Regions from separate parts of the Pan troglodytes genome. Here region 2 is linked to region 1. A link is a contact called in public Hi-C data. All regions are on one chromosome and are shown on one strand. The core of a region is the stretch at or near the end of the contact, and the rest is flanking DNA. Distances in the headings are between cores, read along the strand shown.

Region 1 (2,751 bases), core at 106-2,605:
ATGCACGTACTTTCTATAGTACTAAAAGATGGCAATACACATCTATTTTGCAATCAAATTTTCCTCATAATGCTAGTAAAATTTAGACAGGGTTTGTTTTGGTGATCACAGGATATATGGAGTTTTTAAAGAGTAAGGTAAGTGAAGAAAAGGGTGATTATTATTGCAAACAAAAAGGATCCCTTAAAAATACAATTAGCAAGAAGAGCTTCAGCATCATAGCTAAGACACATTGAATTCCAGCAATTTGTCAACTATGTAGCTGATATACACACTTGATTTTTGACCCTCACAACAACGTTGTGAGGTGGGTATGACTATTTATCAGAGAGGGTCACTTTGGGAAGGTCCCAAGCTTATTAAAACCTTCATGTACAACTTTTTTTTTTTTACTAGAACATTGTAATATAAACTTATTGGTAGAACTCTGAGCCATTCAAACATATTTGTACTAAAGAAACTAAAAATGTTCCATAAGGGAAGATCATTACAATTTAGGGGAGAGTGGTGCAGAAAAACATTTTGTGGCTTTTGTTTTCTTTTTCTTTTATTGCTAAATAACATTACTTCGCTAGTGTTTGAGTCAAACACACATTAAAAATAAAAACTATTAGAACATTCAGACTTGATTATCCAAAGAAAAAGGAAAAAATGAAGCAAACCGATTAGGTTGGCTGCTTAAATTATCTTTCCCCATTCTCAAGGTTTTTTGTTTGTTTGTTTGTTGCGTTTGGGGTGGGGAGGTGAGGGGCGTTTATTTGGAGGGAAGATGGGGAAGGTCCACTCTGCCTACAACTCCGACATTTCTCCGTGTGCCTCTTTGCTAGCTGGGGACACTTCGTGGCTGATTACTATGAGGAGTGGTTCGAAGCCTAAGAAGTAGTACTCTTTTCAGCTGCCAAAGGGAGAAGGACGGGGGCGCTGTCTGGTGACTGTTCGCGTGATTCCTTCAAGGCGGCGACCACCTCCTGGGATTCGCTCTCCAGCCGCGCCGTTCGTACTCGGGTCCCGCGACCCCTCCCCGCTCCCCCCTCGCCCCAGCGATGCCAAGACGCTGAACCGCAGGGACGAGGCTCTGGGGACAGAGTCACCCGGCGGCGCCCTTTCCTGCCAAGCCGCGGGCTCCTGGCGGTCAGAAAGCGCCCCAGGCCCACCCCTGCGGGCCCGGCTTTCCCTTCTCACCTAAGGCTACGGGGCCACGAGTCCCCCATCCTGCGCCCCTCCCGCGCCTCCCCCATCCCAAACCCCAGCAGCGTCGCTGCCTCTCCCGGAAACAAGCCCGCTGAGCAAAGGCGGAGGAAAACCTTGGGCCTTCCGCTCTGATTGGTCTCCCCCCGCCGAGCGGGGCGAGGCAGCGATTGGCTGCCGGGCGTTGTCAGTCGCCGAGGCCAGAGCCATCGCCGGGGAAGCGCAGCCGGGCTCGGGTGCTTCGGCTGCCGCCGCGGCTGCTCGGCTAGTGCAGCTGGGCGAGCTCGCGCGGGCGCCGCCGCCGCCTCCGCTGCTGCCCACCCCGCCGCGCCGCCGGCGCTGCCGGTCTTGCAGGCGGCCGCCGGGGAGGGGCGGCCGAGAGAGCGGAGCACGAGGAGGCGGGGGCGGCAGAGAAGTGATGCTGGCGCCGGGGATCGGGGCAGCGGCAGCGGAGCAGCAGCATCTTCGGGACCCTGGCTGCAGCGTCCCTGTGGCCCGCGCGCCAGCCCAGCGGCCGGAGACCACGCGCCCCGCGGGTAAGGTTCTGTCCGGCAGCGCCCGCGAGGCCCCCGGGACGGCTGGCGTGGTCTTTGGGGGTTACGAGGCGCGTGGTGGCCGGGGCATCCCGACGAAGGTGTTGGGACCCGGACTGTGTGTCCCGACGCTGGGCTGGGCTACTGCCCGCGCCCGTGCGGCTCCAGCTGGTGCGTTCTCCCTTCCGCGCTGACAGACTTTGACAGCGCGGGGATGGCATTGTGTGAGTGTGGATGTGGATGCGTGTGTGCGCGCGCGCGGCTTGGGGCACTTTGCAGCGAGAACAGTGGGTCCCCTCTGCGTGGCCCGACGTCCTTCAAGGACCCAAGCTGGGCTGGAGTGAGTAGGATGCTGTTGGCTCGGCGGGAGGTAGAACGCACGGAGCGCACGGGAAAGTCCACCGTGGCTCGTAAAGAGCCGAGCAAATTGAACTTTATTGCGGTGATTAAAAGGAGCTGTGGACCTGGCGCGCCAGGGGAGAGGCGCGTTCCACGAGGCTCCCCAAAGTCCCACTTTGCCCCGGGGACTTCGGAGGGGAAGGGAGGAGAGGGAAAAGTAACTGTTGGTCCACATTGCTGAAGAAAAGGAGGAAAGAGAAGTTGGGGGTGGGGGTGGAGGTTACTCTTGGGGGAGTGGCGACTTTTAGGTGTCTGAAGCCCCGCGTGGGAGGCTTGCTACACTTTTCTGGAGCGCAGACTTGAGGATGGAGAGTCCCACTCTGAGGTACTGGTAGCGGCTCCTCCTGCCTGGTGGCGGCGTAGGGCGCAGCGGGACAGCTTGGTGGAGGCAGAGCGGGGCTCGGACGCCCGACGGCCCGGCGTCCAGGTGGGGCCACTGCCTCCCCAGGCCGCTTTGGCCCGCTGACCTCCCAGGTTGAGACCCGGCCTGGTGCGCCTCTGGCAGCTGCCAAATGCCTGGCGGCTCCGCCTTCCGACAAAGTTCAGGCCCGCTGGGGTCTGGTCCATCAGACCTAGGGCACGTTAACCACGCAGAGTAACCAGGTTAGGGTACCCAGCTGCCTCCAGAGCG
Region 2 (2,917 bases), core at 63-2,562, 650 kb after region 1:
ATGGTCTACAAGTGGGAGGAACCCTCAATTCCAGGAATCGCCTGCCCCTGTCCTGGAAAACTCATAAATAATCTACCCTTTGTTTACCATATAATCAAGAAATAACTATGAGTATACTCAGTTGAGCAGCCCATACCACTGCTCTGCCTATGGAGTAGTCATTCTTTTATTCCTTTACTTTCTTAATAAACTTGCTTTCACTTTACTTTATGGACTTGCCCCAAATTCTTTCTTGCATGAAGTACAAGAGCCCTCTCTTGGGATCTAGATTGGACTCTTTCCAGAAGCAACAGAATGGGGGGAGTAAGACACATCTTGTTGAACCCCATCCCTTGCTAACTAAGCTGATTAGCTTAGTTAATAGCTAAGAAAGCTATTGGGCTTTCTTCCCTAAGGGCTAAACAGAAACCAGACCTTTTCAAAAGACTCCTCCTCTGATACGACCCAACCACCTGACCCTGCCTCTCCTTTTTCGCCAGATGAGAGACTACCAACCACTGAGTGGTCTTGGCCAGTCCACAGAGAATGTGCAGAAAGGGTTTCCACGTCTTCGGCTTCACCTTTTGACATCAGAGGGGTGAAAACTTCACCCTCAGATCATGTTGAGGCCGCCATTTCTTGAATATGGGTCAAATGAAGGGGCATGAAGCTCAATCGCACATGCACCTATTTCTCCTCTTATAAATATTCATAACTCCTCCTATAGCTTATTGAATATGTATATTTGGCCACCCTGTTGATTATAAATTCCTGTTCTCTTTGCCCCTCCCTTAAAGTGTCTGTTCCTGGCATCTGGCCAGAGGCTATGCTTCCTAGCCTGTGAGAAGGTCACCCTGCAGGCTGCAACCGTTTATGAGAAATAGAGCTCTCCTTTCCAAATTCATGAACCTTATCTTTCTCCAGTTGAGAGTGGGTAGGACTATTTGTCAGACTCTTTCCTCCTCACTTCTCGCTTCCTCAGTTATGCCCACTGTCTGTTCTGGCCATTCATACCCCGATTCACAGCCACACCCAAAAGAAGGGGAAAGCTCCAAGCAAGAGGGATGGTGCCACCATAATATCCACAAAAGCAGCCCAGATCCTGAGAGGAGCCCTTAGGGCTATGCTCACCTGATGCCTAGAGCTGTCTGCAGATTTTTGCAGGATGAAGATGAGGCTGTCTCTTTCTCTCCCCCTCCTCCTGCCCACCAGCTTTCTTTAAGAGGCTCCAGGGGAAAAAGCAGAAAGCAATAAAGCTGCATTGTAGAGCAATGACCCTCCACCTCTTTGTAACCTCCAGTAGATTGTCCCTGACTCTCCCTGTACAATTCTTTGCTATAACAAAAGACCCTAATTAGCTGATTGGAATTTCTAAAGCCCTATTCACCAACAGCTCAACTGTTACAGCTGAATGGATGGACCAGTTCAGTCAAGCAGCAACCGGTTTATTCCTTCCTCTGCTCAATTAGGCCTCTAGAATGTTCATGTTGGAAAGGAAGTTAATAATCAACTAATTAATCCCTCTCAATCTAAAAATGAGTACACCGAGGCTTAATGAAGTAAAATGGAACTTGAGTGAGGTCACACAGTCAGCAGCAAAGCTGCAGCAGAAGACATTAGGGTTTTACATGTTACTACCACAGAATGTAATTGGTTTATTTTTATTTAAAATTTTTTAGTTGTATTTTTTAAGTCTATTTAAGATAAAGAATCACACTGAAATGGTCCCTTTTCATACAACTATTTCTTGTTCTTTGATCTTGGGAAAATTACTTACCTTTCTGGATTTGTAAGGCATATCACAAAAGGGACTGAAGAACATAAAAGCTAGTTATAATACAAATAACAAAATAAAAAGCAAGTGCAATGAAAAGCCTATGGCACGGTGGTGGAGTGACCAGCAATAATCTTCAAGGCCTCTTCCAAGACTCTACCTAATTTTCTGCAAATAATTTTGTACCCAAAACGTTGAGTCTCTTACTCCAAAATGTATAAACTTTAGGCTCCACAAAACCTGGATTTGCCCTTTGAAAGGCAGCATGGTATAGTGGAAATTCTCTCGAGTCAGACTGAATTAGGTTCAAATCCCCTCTGCCGTTTACTAGCTGGCTGACCTTGGAGAAGTTACTTACAATCTCTGTACGTCTATTTCCTCATCTATAAAATGCAGATAGTGAAACCAGTTTCCTAAAGTTGTTGGAAAGGCTTCAGAAAGGTAATGTAGGAAAAGCTTTTGGCTTAATGTCTGGCCCACAGCAAACCTGAAGTAAAGTGTGTCTTGTCTTATATTAGGAGGTTGTCTGATATAATGATTAAGAGCATGGGCTTTGGAACCCCATAAACCTACATTCGAATTCCTGCTTCATATTGTAGTACTAATTTTGTTATCTTGGGCAGCTTAGTCTTTCCAAGACTTAGTTTTCTCCACTTTAAAATGGGAGTAATAACACTTAACTGACAGAGTTAAGATTAAATGAGATAGTATAATGTGCTTAGCAGAGTGACTGCTTTGGGCTGCAAGTAATAGCCAGAAAACATTCAAAATGGCTCAAAGCAGTGGCTTTCAAACTTTTTGGTACAACACACAGTAAGACATAGATCTTAATACTGTTCCTTAGTGCACGTATCCACATTATCACAGAACTACTGTGGGACTCAAACTCAATAATGTATAGGACCAAGCTTCATACAATGCTCTAGAATGGGAAAATAGTGTGGTGGACCTGAATTCAGCCTTTCCCAATAAGCATGAACAGCACTGGCATCTCGGTAGGCCGTGTGGTTGTGCTTTTCCTCAATTCTCCATTTCATTTTGATTCACTGAGTTCCTTTTTTCCCACAGAGTGTGGAAGAGAAAAAGAAGACTTAAGTATATAAAAAACTACCTGAATGTACTCAATCTGATTCTGATCACATGTTGATTTTGAACTTAATATTA

Evidence for each region. Hi-C and Micro-C count contacts between places; a contact is called where the count stands out from the background.
Region 2: a Hi-C map of stem cell-derived neural progenitor cells shows a contact between it and region 1, with 6 times the contacts expected there. The contact joins two enhancer-like sites. A contact is called at or near these places in 1 of 7 Hi-C or Micro-C datasets (stem cell-derived neural progenitor cells) and 1 of 1 datasets of contacts at active chromatin or transcription factors (stem cell-derived excitatory neurons).

Annotation. Positions count from the first base shown.
Region 1 is chr13:69,309,171-69,311,921 of NHGRI_mPanTro3-v2.0_pri, forward strand. No RefSeq gene overlaps it. Among named protein-coding and RNA genes, the nearest start is that of XIRP2, 410 kb to the left of the region's middle. Within about 2 kb of position 1,356, at least 23 of the 24 cell types and tissues checked have an H3K27ac peak or open chromatin away from gene starts, as enhancers often do. A contact at or near this core is called in stem cell-derived neural progenitor cells, where this site is marked.
Region 2 is chr13:69,957,504-69,960,420 of NHGRI_mPanTro3-v2.0_pri, forward strand. No RefSeq gene overlaps it. Among named protein-coding and RNA genes, the nearest start is that of B3GALT1, 77 kb to the left of the region's middle. Within about 2 kb of position 1,313, at least 6 of the 24 cell types and tissues checked have an H3K27ac peak or open chromatin away from gene starts, as enhancers often do. A contact at or near this core is called in stem cell-derived neural progenitor cells, where this site is marked.